Regions from separate parts of the Rattus norvegicus genome. Here region 2 is linked to region 1. Evidence: chromatin contacts called from public Hi-C data. All regions are on one chromosome and are shown on one strand. Each heading gives the region's core, a stretch centred on a gene start, on an enhancer-like site or on the middle of the called end of the contact. The rest is flanking DNA. Distances are from core to core; before and after follow the strand shown.

Evidence for each region. Hi-C and Micro-C count contacts between places; a contact is called where the count stands out from the background.
Region 2: a contact with region 1 is called in a Hi-C map of liver, with 7 times the contacts expected there. The contact joins two enhancer-like sites. A contact is called at or near these places in 10 of 12 Hi-C or Micro-C datasets (the A7r5 cell line, frontal cortex, hepatocytes and 5 more).

What each region holds. Positions count from the first base shown.
Region 1 is chr13:45,930,121-45,937,184 of GRCr8, reverse strand. It overlaps the pseudogene Ran-ps4. Among named protein-coding and RNA genes, the nearest start is that of Slc45a3, 26 kb to the left of the region's middle. Within about 2 kb of position 4,809, at least 8 of the 93 cell types and tissues checked have an H3K27ac peak or open chromatin away from gene starts, as enhancers often do. A contact at or near this core is called in liver, where this site is marked.
Region 2 is chr13:45,974,707-45,981,316 of GRCr8, reverse strand. It overlaps Slc45a3 (solute carrier family 45, member 3), which reads right to left. Exons shown (of 5, transcript NM_001135868.1): 3 at 6,123-6,610; 4 at 5,337-5,602; 5 at 1,554-3,245. The coding sequence ends at 2,808. Among named protein-coding and RNA genes, the nearest start is that of Slc45a3, 19 kb to the right of the region's middle. Within about 2 kb of position 2,691, at least 21 of the 93 cell types and tissues checked have an H3K27ac peak or open chromatin away from gene starts, as enhancers often do. A contact at or near this core is called in liver, where this site is marked.

The sequences.
Region 1 (7,064 bases), core at 3,560-6,059:
AATAGGTTTGTTTCACAAACCAAAATATGTGGCATTTTTCTCCATTGCTGGAGATGGAAGCCATGACCCCATTCAACACAATGACCGATAAGCTCTAGGCCCTAACCTTGAGCGAGTATTTCTCATCTGTTTTGCAGGCCCATATTAAGATTTCTCTAATTTGAATAGGTCATATAACTAGGAATACAGTTTGGAATCACTGGGAAAAAAAATTCCCTTTTCCTACAGGAAACTGAAAAGATGGACATCAATAATTCTGTGTACTGGGCTGGAGAGATGGCTCAGCGGTTAAGAGCACTGACTGCTCTTCCAGAGGTCCTGAGCTCAATTCCCAGCAACCACATGGTGGCTCTCAACCATCTGTAATGGGATCTCTTCTGGTGTGTCTGAAGACAGCTACAGTGTACTCATATACATAAAATAAATAATCTTAAAAACAAAACACAAAAACAAAAATAAAATAAAATAAAATAAAAAGTCCTGACTAGAATACCTGGTCTCAAAAAGCAAGGTGAGGGGTTGGAGAGATGGCTCAGCGGTTAAGAGCACCGACTGCTCTTCCAAAGGTCCTGAGCTCAATTCCCAGCAACCACATGGTGGCTCACAACCATCTGTAAAGAGATCCAATGCCCTCTTCTGGTGTGTCTGAAGACAGCTACAGTGTACTCATATAGAATAAATGAATAAATCTTAAAAAAAATAATTCTGTGTACTGACACTAAGAAAAAGGACCCTGAACTCCACCTTGGTAGTACAGGTGACTTGGATGCCACTGTCACTGTCTTTCCCTGTAAAAAATCACTTATTGTTGTGGGCCCTTTAAAGGTTACCTGTCTGTAAGTATACGTTCTTACTTATAAATGACTCATTTATACTTGACAATGCTAAAAGGCTTCGGTGTGGCAGGAATGGGGCTCTAGACTCCGGGGTACCTTGCCTGGAGATAACATTGCTGCTTTTCTGTGAAGCGGGTGAGTCTGCTGTGCCAGCAACAACACTGTGCAGACACAGCCTGCTTTCCAGCCTCCCTCGGACTGCGAGGTCCTTTGAAGTGGAAAAACGGTCCCAGGCCCGACGGTCCCATTTTTTTTTTTTTTTAGGTTATTTGAAATACAACTTTATTCTGGTTCTAAACGAAAAGAACGGGAATGACGGTAACAAACAAGATTTCACCACTGAATATTGTGATGCGACTGCAGCAGTCTTATCTTTGAAATTCAGGAAGGAAACGACTCTGTTCCAAACAGCTAAATATGCAAGTCCAAAAAGATTAAAAAAAAAAAAATGAAGGTATGTTTAACTGCCACATTCACTCCGAGGCCCATTCGTCTCCTTCAGCCTCCCAATGAAGTACGCGGTCTGCTCAGCTAAATAAGGTGGCGCACGCGCTGCACCGCTGACGTCGCAGGGCAGCTGCCTATAAAACCAGACTTCTGACACAGCGCTCCAGCTTCACTTTCTTACAGGCCATCATCCTCATCCGGGAGAGCAGTCGTCTGAGACACCTCTAAATCATACTCGTACTGTGCTGCCAAAGCTGGGTCCACGACCACCTCAGGTAGGGCAAGAGCAGGCATGGCAACGCACTCCAAGTTAGGATCTCCAATGAGCTTTCTGGCAAGCCAGAGAGGAAAAAGGCTTTTCAAAGTTGTAGTTACTTTTGCCAGAAATGTCATAGCACTGAAGATTCTAATTTAGGTGGAAGACAATAGATTTTGCCTTCATTTTCCTGTCTTTAATATCCACTTTGTTGCCACACAATACAATGGGGGATGTTTTCACACATGCGTACCAGATCTCTATGCCAGTTAGATACGTTCTTGTAAGTAACTCTTGATGTTATGTCAGACATTATAATGGCACACTGGGCTTGGATGTAGCAGCCATTGCGCAGGTCCCCCGAACTTCTTCTGGCCTGCTGTGTCCCACATGTTGAACTTGATGGGCCTCTATTGGTATGGAGGATGAGGTTTGCACCTCCATGCCCAGGGTGGCTACATTCTTCTTCTCAAACTTGCCCATCAAGTGGCACTTCATGAATGTCATCTTCCCCATGCTGCTGTTGCCCACCAGGATGAGGTTGAACTGGACCTGCGGCTCTCCATGGGCGGCCATCGTGACGATCCTGCGCGAGAGAGCGGCTTCCGAAAGCGTCTCCGCGCCTGTCCAACTGAAGCTGCGGTCCCTTATAGCCTCATCGTAGAAGAGGGCAGGGGAGTTGAGGGGTGGAGAGGCTCGTGACTTGCTCAAGATCTTCCTGTAAATTGATCTTCTAACTTATCAAGACCAGCCCCAAGGCTTCTCTGAAGTCACTGGGTCAGGGTGGGACCATGTGTTGGGGTGTGGGAAATCAAACCTCTTGTGCTACACTGAGTACTCTGGGAGACTCCACTGCCCCCATACCTTCTCGTTTTCTGAGCTGCTCAGGTCAGTTTTCTGAGATAATATAATTGTCTCTATCAAGTTTTAGTTCTAAGCCATAAAATACTGGACACGTCAACGTTCAGAGACCTAAACGGCTTAGACTCATTCCTGTCAAGAACTCTGACACACTGTTGTTGTTGTGTGTGTATGCAGTTGGTGTGTTAGAATATAGTTGCCGTAATTTCTGTCAATAAAAAGTGCCTGCCAATTTTGAGGAATGGGCTTTCTAGGAACTGTTGTTTCCACTGCATTGCTAGTGTGTCCCCACTCAGGCTGAATTTTCCCAGAGCAAGTACCTACTTCAGACTGCTTAACAGTGTTGACTTCTAAAGCAGGCTGAGTAGCCCGGAGGGCAAGTACATTTTATTGCTCCATGGGAGTGGGTGGGAAGGGAATCAAGGAATACTGGGTGCCAGAGATGACAACCTGCTTTGCCGATGGCCCAACACTGACCCATTGTGCAAGGTCTAGGACAATAACCCACATTCTTGAACTAGATACTGTCTATATCCTGCATACCTAAAGCCAGACCAGCATTCACAATAGAGCTTTGGAATCTAAGTTCTGCATTGTTCCAGGTTTACAAGGAAATGCTGTTTGTCTTGCATTCGGGCCAATTGTGTGGCTCTCTTCAGGACAGCTGGCTCCCTATCCACCTCCAGGGGACTGGCTCATATCTAAATAATGTATTTGTCTCAGAAAAAATCTAAGCCTATGGAAAAGAACTGTTTGTTCACAACAAGGGAAGGAAAAAGAAATAGTGGCAAATTAGGACAGATGTAGGAGGCAGAGATAAAACACGGAGCTTGTAACTGGGATGAACCATGTAGTAGATATGACGTTAGAGTACCAATTCCCAGGTACCTAAACAGAATGTCAGGGCTGGGCCTGATGGTGCACACTTCTAATCTCAGCACCCAGGAGGCAGATCTGAGTTTAAGGCCAGCCCAGTCTACAGAGTCCAAGGCCAACTAAGGCTACACAGTGAGATGTCTCAAAAAACAAAACAAACAGAATGTCAGCTGAATCCTTGAAAATATTAAGTGTCTTACAAAAGAGCTTTGTTATGTCACCATTTTTAATTACTTTGGAGTAAAACCACAGATTTGTGTGTGTGTGTGTGTGTGTGTGTGTGTGTGTGTTTCAGTTAAATTAGTGAGCTGCAGAGTTAGGAGGCACTGTCTGCATTTAGTAAAGACCAGTGTTTCAAAATCTACTTTTGGTTAGTTGTTACGCTAAACATATTAGGCTCTTTGTGGGTAAGAATCACCTCTCACTATGTATCTAGTCCTCTAGGAATTATTTTCTCCTAAAACTTAAACCATCCTTTTTCTTGGACCAATGACTTTACTTACCCGCCCTAGTATTATGTAGAAAGGAACACATATAAACTACCTATTCCTGTCCAAGAAGAAAAAATACAACTAGACATACACAGAACACTCTACCTCAACCAACAAAACCCTTCAGTGTGTGTGTGTGTGTGTATGAGAGAGTGTGAGAGTGTAAGAGAGAGTGTGTGAGAGTGTGTGTGAGCGTGTGTGTGAAAGAGTGTGTGTGTGTGAGTGTATGTGAGAAAGTGTGAGTGTGAGAATGTGTGTGTGAGAGTGTGTGTGTGAGCGTGTGTGTGAAAGAGTGTGTGTGTGAGTGTATGTGAGAAAGTGTGAGTGTGAGAATGTGTGTGTGAGCGTGTGTGTGTGAAAGAGACGGGAGGGGGGTGGAATATGAACACAGATGTTTCCAAAGCCCAAAGGCATTGGATCCCTTGGAGCAAGAGTTACCAACAGGCAGTTATGAGAGAACTTGGGTCCTCTATAAGAGCAACGTGTTTTTAATCATTGAGCCATTTCTCCAGCTCCTTTTTTTTTTTTCTTTTTTGGAGCTGGGGACTGAACCCAGGGCCTTGCACTTGCTAGGCAAGTGCTCTACCACTGAGCTAAATCCCCAACCCCAAAGTGTGTAGCCCAGGCTGGCCGAGAACTCATGATCCTCCTGCCTCTGCTTCCTTCAGCAAATCCTACCAGCGTGCGCCACCACAACTGGCTTCTCCAGCTCTTAAAGAGCTGTCTTTCTTATGTTTGGACAGAAAAGGCATATATATGTGTACACACACACACACACACACACACACACACACACACAGCTAAAACATTATCAAACACACATGTACACACACTTCCTTGCTCTGTTCCTTAGTAAATCATCACTGCAACCTGCTCAGAGCACTAAGTCAAGGCAAACAATCATTTCCAACATTTCGTTACCATGCTTAAAGTAACTATTTGCTTTACTAGGCTGGAAACTCTGGCTACACCCTCTGGCTCCCTGTCCCCAGAATTAGCACAGCTTGCATTCCACAATATTTGTCCAGGACTTCACTATCGAAACAGGGAGCACACCCCAGAGTACAGATTTCTCTTGGCAGTGGCCCAGACAGAGCATGTCAAAATGGGTAGCTGTCCACTGGGCTGAGAGAATGGAGGGAAAGAGAAACACGCCCTATCAAGAGTAAGGAGTGGCCAGATCCACAGTCTAAAGAACAAGGCTCTGTATTTGCTGGGTGAATACTTGTCCGGACTAAAACCTTCAAAGTGAAGGGCAACTGCAAAAGTCAACACCTGTCTCCAAACAAGAGTTACCACTGAGTTTTGAAACCACAATGCCCACATTCATTTTAGGACGTTGTCTGCAACACTTCAGAATCCTAAGAGGGGGAACAGTACGAGAGAGCACGTTTAAGAATCAGGAGATCTGACTTCCCATTTAAAACCCAGATGACTACTGCTGCATGCTCCAGTGGACACACCAATCATAGTCGGTAATGCAGAAGAGACAGGCTGTGCTGAGGATCAGACACAGTATCTGAAAATGAGCAGAAGTCTGGCTGGTGAACACTGCCCTCTATTGGCAGAGGGCGACGGCTTAAAGTCAAGCTGATTGTTTTTAATACATATCCTATTTGAGACATATAGTTCTGGATGTTTAGGGACTTATGTGTAAACTGGATTGGTCTCAAACCTAGAGGTCCACTTGCCTCTCCTTCCCATGTCCTGGTGTTAAAGGCAAGTGCCATTATGCCCGGCCCTTAATAACTATCTATAGACATAATCCTGTCCTCTCATTAAATCTTTAATATATATTTTTTGGACTGATTCAAATGTCTGAGGTATATGGAAATGGCAGAGAACAGCAACAGAAGGGCTGAGGATGCAGTTTAAAGGTGGAGCTTTTACTTATGTGTAGGGCCCTAGGTTTAATTCGTAGCACTGTAGGCAGAGTGGTGGTAGGGATTGAGGGGGGAAGGCAGGGAAGTTTTAGAGTTTCTAATGATGGTAGGACACACCCATATGCCCCCTGTACACAAAGCCTTACACCGTCTTCTGATTATAGCTACAGATGGTTATTGATGAGCCAGGTGTAATGGCACAGCATCTGAAAAATGATCCAGAAAGCAGGCATGCCCTCTGTTGGCAGAGGAGGAGATGACTGCTGTGAAGTCAAGCTGACTGTTTCTTTCTTTCTTTTTTTTTTTATTATTATTTTTTTTTTTTAGATTTTTTTTATTAACTTGAGTATTTCTTATTTACATTTGGAGTGTTATTCCCTTCCCGGTTTCCGGGCAAACATCCCCCTAATCCCTCCCCCTCCCCTTCTTTATGGGTGTTCCCCTTCCCATCCTCCCCCCATTGCCACCCTCCCCCCAACAATCACGTTCACTGGGGGTTCAGTCTTAGCAGGACCAAGGGCTTCCCCTTCCACTGGTGATCTTACTAGAATATTCATTGCTACCTATGAGGTCAGAGTCCAGGGTCAGTCCATGTATAGTCCTTAGGTAGTGGCTTAGTCCCTGGAAGCTCTGGTTGCTTGGCATTGTTGTTCATAAGGGGTCTCGAGCTCCTTCAACCTCTTCGAGTTCTTTCTCTGATTCCTTCAACAGGGGTCCCGTTCTCAGTTCAGTGGTTTGCTGCTGGCATTCGCCTATGTATTTGCTGTATTCTGGCTGTGTCTCTCAGGAGCGATCTACATCCGGCTCCTGTCGGCCTGCACTTCTTTGCTTCATCCATCTTCTCTAATTGGGTGGCTGTATATGTATGGGCCACATGTGGGGCAGGCTCTGAATGGGTGTTCCTTCTGTCTCTGTTTTAATCTTTGCTTCTCTATTCCCTGCCAAGGGTATTCTTGTTCCCCTTTTAAAGAAGGAGTGAAGCATTCACATTTTGATCATCCGTCTTGAGTTTCATTTGTTCTAGGCATCTAGGGCAATACAAGCATTTGGGCTAATAGCCACTTATCAATGAGTGCATACTATGTGTGTTTTTCTGTGATTGGGTTACCTCACTCAGGATGATATTTTCCAGTTCCAACCATTTGCCTACGAATTTCATAAAGTCGTTGTTTTTGATAGCTGAGTAATATTCCATTGTATAGATGTACCACATTTTCTGTATCCACTCCTCTGTTGAAGGGCATCTGGGTTCTTTCCAGCTTCTGGCTATTATAAATAAGGCTGCTATGAACATAGTGGAGCACGTGTCTTTTTTATATGTTAGGGCATCTTTTGGGTATATGCCCAAGAGAGGTATAGCTGGATCCTCAGGCAGTTCAATGTCCAATTTTCTGAGGAACCTCCAGACTGATTT
Region 2 (6,610 bases), core at 1,442-3,941, 46 kb before region 1:
ACACTGTAGCTATCCTCAGATACACCAGAAGAGGGCATCAGATCTCTTTACAGATGGTTGTGAGCCACCATGTGGTTGCTGGGAATTGAACTCATGACCTCTGGAAGAGCAGTCGGGTGCTCTTAACTGCTGAGCCATCTCTCCAGCCCTAAACAGTCTGTTTTTAAGTCGTGTGTGTGCATGTGTGCATGTGGGTGCCGGCAGAGGCAGAAAGAGGGTGATCAACTCCCCAAGCGCTGGAGTTACTGGAGCTTGTGGATGCTAGGCACAGAACTCTGATTCTCTAGAAGAGCAGTAAATGCTCCTAGCCACTGAGCAAAGTCCTTTTCTTGGAGCCACATACCAAACTTTTACAAGTGAAGTAAAATGGCCTGGTATATAACTTTAAAAATAGACCCTGTAAAGGAACTGAAACCACAGGGTTTGAGCTGTGAAGCTGGGGTCTGGTTATACCACCCGTGTTACTCTTTGACAATTTTCACAATAAAGTTAGATAACACAGAGAACTTCCTTGTAATATTTTATTGGCATTTGCATGTACTGGCTGGTGTTGTGTGACACAAGCTAGACTTACCATAGAGAAAGGAGCTTCCCCTGAGGAAACGCCTCCATGAGGTCCAGCTGTAAGGCATTTTCTCAATAGCGATCAAGGGTGGGAGGGCCTATTGTGGGTGGTACCGTCCCTGGGTTGGTGGTCTTGGGTTCTATAAGAAAGCAAGCTGAGCAAGCCAGGGGAAGCAAGCCAGTAAGTAACATCCCTCCATGGCCTCTGCATCAGCTCCTGCCTCCAATTCCTGCCCTGTGTGAGTTCCAGTCCTGACTTCCTTTGGTGATGGACAGCAGTGTGGAGGTGTAAGCTGAATAAACCCTTTCCTCCCCAACTTGCTTCTTGGTCATGATGTTTTGTGCAGGAATAGAAACCCTGGCAAAGACAATGTATGTGTCTGTATGAGGAAGTCTGACGGGCATCAGATCACCTGGACTGGAGTTAGTTTTGAGCTGCCTGATACAGGCCCTGGGAACCAGGCTTGGGTCCTCTGCGAGAAGAGTATGTGCTCCTAACCACTGAGCCATCTTCTCCAGCCCCACAGAAAACAGTTTAAAAAGTAAATGAGTCCTTTTGTGGGTATTAACTGTGCTGACCACTCTAGAATGTCAAGGGAAGGAGAGCCAGTCAGGGCGGACAGCCCAGAGAGATGGCAAGGCAGGAAGGACTGGGCTTGACTAGAGGCTGCAGTGAAGAGTATGATGTGTAAGAACATTGTCACGAAACCATAATGCTGAAATCCCACCTCCAAATGCCAGGCGCACTCCTAGCGGCCTTGCTGTGAATGCTCCATCTTCTGTGACCCCCATTTGAAAAAGAAAACTGCGTGGCACTGCCCTTGACTCTTCCTGTCCGCTACCCTCAATCCCCTAGGCCTGCATGGTCCATGGCTCCATCTGCTGGCCACGCATGGGAACTGATGCTGCCAAAGCTAAGAGTCCCCTAGGAATGGCGTGAGGCTGGTTTTAGAATGGCTTCCTCCACTCACAGAAAAGGCAGACACATATCAAGTAAACATATACGAAGCTTTTAATTTCATTACCATAAACATTATACTCTGATTTATCACATACGGTATAAAATATTTACTCTGCTAAATAAATAAGACATAGATAACATTATTGCAATCAGCACTGAACTCCCCCCCAGACACGATGAGCTCACTGGCTCTGGCGGGGAGTACTCCTGAGTTTGTGTGAGATTTCCCCAGGCTGTGACAGATTTGCCCCAGAGGCTGAGATGGGCAGAGGCCTAAGGAAACACATTTGTGCTTAGGGTTCAACAAGCCCCACAGAGAGGTCCTGAAGCCAGTGGCTAGACTTGGAAGGGCAATCTCTTCATGGTCCATTCCCATAGGGAGCAGCGAGCAATCAGGGAACCAATTAGGTCAAGAGAAAATTGGGTTTTAGAAGGCTGAGGAGACCTTGGGTCCCATTCCACTTTCCCTCAATGGCCAGTCTTGAGTCGGGGCATCTTATGGCTCTCAATCGGGAAGAATAGATTGCCCAAGGTACTGGGCGGTTTGGGGGACCACATCTATCACCCCGGAAGAGGAGTCTGGCAATATCTAGCACAGTGACCAACTATTTCGGGGGAACCAGTTTTGGGGGATCCCACCCTACTCAACTCCTAGGCACAACGTTAAAAAGGCTGGGTATGAATTTCCTTCTTATTCGTTAATAAATAAGTTAAATATTTAAAGGCCCGTGTCAATGCAAGGGCCGACAAGCCGAGCCATTTCCTGAAATGAGTGGGGGTGGGGGGCTCAGCAGAAAGGCAGCGCTGTGGATCGCGAGGCTTCATCTTGCCCACTAGGGTCCTTCCAACTTCCGCCCCGTGAAGCCCCGTGGAGGCCCGTGGAGGGCGTAGAGCCCCATGGAGGAAACGCTCATGCAAGAGCCACAGCGGCAGGAACTGGACAAGGGACTTGAAGGGGAAGTTCATTCGGGCCCCCCATGCCCTTCCTCTGGTGACTCAAGCAGGAGGTTAGCCGTTCACTTGGAGCCTTGATAAAGCACCTATACAGACTGCATTTGCATCCCTGCAGAACTTCAGACCCAAGTGGGAAGCCGCCAGGAGGCCAGGCAGACTCTGAAGCCAGAGCCAAAAGCTCCAACCTGTGCAGCCATACACCTCACTGCCTTCGGATGGCAGTGGAGAGCCACTCAGGGCAACAGAGACCGGAAAGAGACCAGCTCTGCAGCCCTCTGGGGCTGAGAACCGGGGAGGCAGATCCTCTTCTTTGATGCCTTACAGAATTCTACAGTGAGTATTTGGCCAAGTCATTCTTGTCAAACACTACCTGTGTAGCAAAGTAAATGGCGACCAGACCCAAGCCTGCAGCTGATACCATATAGGCAGTGACAGAGTGGCTCAGCTGGACAATGGAGCCCATGAACAGGGACGGAGCCACCTGGGACAGCAGAAAGGCACTGTCCAGGATGGCAAGGTCCAGGCAAATGCCCCGTCCAGTAACAACCTTGGCTTCAGGTGGCTCACCCACTACCACTCGCATGGAGACATCACAGGCAGAGGCCCCACAGAGTGCAGGTGGGGGCACCAGGATGCTGCTGCCGCCAGGGCCCACGTGTCCATTGGGGAAGGGAGCTCCTGGCTTAGGGCCTAGCAAGAAGCTGGTTGTTTGGCTGTCTTCACTGCTACCACCTCCAGCGTCCCCTCGGTATTTGGGCAGGAACACCTGAGGGTGGGGACAAAAAAGGAAACAAAGGTGTGTGTATTCAGATGCAGGGGTTCCCGGATCTGACAACAGGCCCTTCACTGCCCCTAACCAAGGGCTATATGAAACCAGGCAACTGGCTTTCAGGGAAAGAGAAAATCCAAAACCTAAGAGGAAAGGCTACTTGATGTGGATCTAAACAGAACCCCTCCTCCCTCAGCCCCCCCCCAGCTCCCCCCTCAACATGGTTGGAGGAAAGGAGCAAATTTGAAGCCTGAAGTCTATTCTAGCTTTTCTTAGAATATATAAGAAGTCAGTCAACATAAATCCACAGGTTGAGAAAAGTGCGGAACCCTCTCTAGAAAAGATAGGAAGAGTGAAACAGACAGAAGCGAGACACAGAAAGGGGGGGGGGTGCCAAAAGGAGGCATTTGCAAGGTCTCCAGTTCCACACAGACTACCTCAACCCCCTGCACACACTTTCTTCACTGGGCCATAGGGAAGAAGACCTCCATAGAATTCTTCACTGTCTGCCCCTATAGGGTCCAGACCTGACTGAAGAAAACCATCTGACATGAGGTCACTGCCTTGGCCTCTGGCCAGGGAGAGCCCAGTAATTGGGCCTGCAAAAGGGAGAGGCAGCAGGAAGATCTTTTTTGGTGACCTCTGCAGCCCAGCTGCCTGACCCTGAAATTTTTCAGTTTCTTCCTGTAGGCTGCCTGAGACTAGAGAACCACCCCAACCCCAACCCCAACCCCAAGCCCCAGCGGCCTGGGGTGTCTAACTGAAGGACAAGACAAGGCCTCAGCCCATACTGGTCCCTGTGCCAGGCAGTGTCTAGCACAGAAGGCTGACGGGGCTGGCTGCACCAGAGAGCTGGAAGCTCCCAGGCAATGCCAGAGAAACACACAACTTGTCAACTCATCCCGTAACTCAGGAAGTGGTAAAGGACAGTTGGACAGTATTCAGGTCCAAGCCTGTTCCCAGCTGATGCTATAGACCCCTTTTTCCTATCTGTCATCCAAGGAAAGACCAGTAAGGCTGCCTACCAACCAGAGATGTCCCTGAGGGCAGACCTGCTCCTCAGTACAGAGAGGAAGGTTAGTCCTGGCCTAACTGCAGGTGCTCAAGCCTCATCTTTGGACGGCAGTTTTTAAAGCCCCAGCCCAGAGCTTCATGAAAGCCAACAGGAGGGACCAGGTTCCCATTACCAGCCCAGTCCCCACCACCCTGCAAATTACTGCCCAACAAACCAGCCTACTAGCTGCAGCCTGGGCCAGGTCGTTCCTAACTCTGAAAACTCTAGTAGGGAAGGGCTGTGGCCTCTCCCCTAATCTTCTGGTGGAGTTCTGAATCCAGGTCCTTAAGCTCAGTGAGGACAGAGCCGGAGACAGGGTGAGCATGCTGTTTAAGTCAGGACGCCTCCCAAGGAAGAGGGCCTTCTGCAGGGACTGGTTAGCATGGAGTGAACAAGATGCCAGCGCCCCAACACCCCCCCCAATACCCCCAAGCACCCCCCGAACACCCCCCAACCCACAGTTTATTGCTCAGGTAAAGAAAGTCAGTATGTCAGGCTCAGACGTGCACTGAGTGGGATTGAGGAAAAGGGTGGATGCAAAAGAGGAAAGCAGGGAGAGAAGAGGGACAGAGAGGGACACGGGATTAGAAGGTAAACTAGAAAGAGGGGCAGGAAGAAGCCTCCTCCATCTTGCAGCAAGGGGGACACAGATTGATCACATTGCCTCTCTGCAAGAATAGCTAAGGCCAGGCTATTCCCACTGCCACCTGCTGCAGCCACACGCCAGGGACCCACACTCCACCTCTGGATATAATAATGCAGCCCTGAATAAAGGACTTCCGTGGTATGCTTACTCTCCAGGATGCCAAGCGAGGGCTGCCCTTCCTGCAATCATCCACTCAAGTGCTTTCTAGTTCTAAAGCCAGGAAGTCATTCCTAGAATCTAATCCACACTTCTTCAGTGGCCATATCCTCTGGCCCCAGCTGTCCTCTCTGGTCGGAGAAAGCCAAGTCTTTTCCAACGTCTCTTATCAGACACCACATTCTCAGCCCCCCACCCTACCCCACCCCCCGAATCTAGCCAATGGGAGTACCTGCTTCTCTCGATGGTAGAGGGAGGCGAGCGTGTAAGGCAGGATCTGCAAGGCTGAGAAGGTGAACCCGGTGAGGGCAGCTGAGGCTGTCACTACAACCACGCTGTGGGACAGGCACGTGGCAGCGGCAGCCACGGGAAAGGTCATCACACTGGCCAGGTAGACTGACCGTGTGCCGAACTTCTGTACCAGCCTGTCCATGACCAGGGAGAAGAACAGGGAGATGGCACACTGCAGGAAGAGCCCCAGGCTGCCCATTCGAATGCCTGGGGGGGGGGGGAGGGAGGGAAGAAGTGGGGTAAGGACCCTACACAATCTAGGGGAGCTAGACACTAGTATCCAGGGGCATCCACTCCCCAGTCCCTCCCCACCTGCCTGCAAGACCGCATCTAGATTGCAATTAGCGAATGTGGCCCGGGGCTGTTGAAGGACGAGGTGCCAGGTGTGTAAGGGAGGAGGGGGTGAGGATCACAAAATGGCCCCCACACTGGCTCTAAGACAGTTCTGTGGAATGCCGAACTAGAAGGCATGGTGAGGAAAGCACGCAGAAGAGCAAAGGCCCCATGGAATTGGAGTCACACAGACCTAGTAGCCCTAATGAGACAACAAAGAGGGCAGCTGTGCTCATGAACCACCGCACATAGATCCTTTTCCCTTTACTGACAGGGGGCTGGGGCCCAGAGAGTAGTCATCAGCCATGGTCCAGGCTGTGAGCATCTCCCAACCCTGGCCTGTCCTCTACAGGACAGTGGCCAACAGCGGTTCCCACTGGTGCCAAAGACTCACCTTCATCATAGTGTCTCCGGGCCTCGGTACCTGGCTCTGCTCTGGGGACACCCTGGTACAGCCCCTCTCCCACGAAGTCCGTGTAGAACAGTGTGAAAGTCATAAGTGCCATCCAGCTGCACAGCTCGGCCACAAAGAGCCGGCGCAGGGTGCGAGGCATTCGGCAGCACAGCTGGTGCAGCCGGGGAAACAGGGTACCCAGATTCCGGAAAGCCAGGCCAGCATGGCATGAGCAGCACCGGCGTGACACGGAGGAGACCAACAACCCTTCTGCTGGCTCGGGTGGGCCAAGGACTGCCTCCTCAGCCACAAGCAGAGTGGCTGCCACACAGATGAGAAAAATGAGGGTGAGGAGGCCGAAGAGGCATTCTTCCTGAGTGCCTAGGTAGGGGGCCAGGGCGCTGGTGTCCCAGTCAATGGCAGGTAAGAGGTAGCCCAGGCAGCCCCCGAGGCTGATCATGAAGGCATAGACAGAGAAGGCTTGGCGG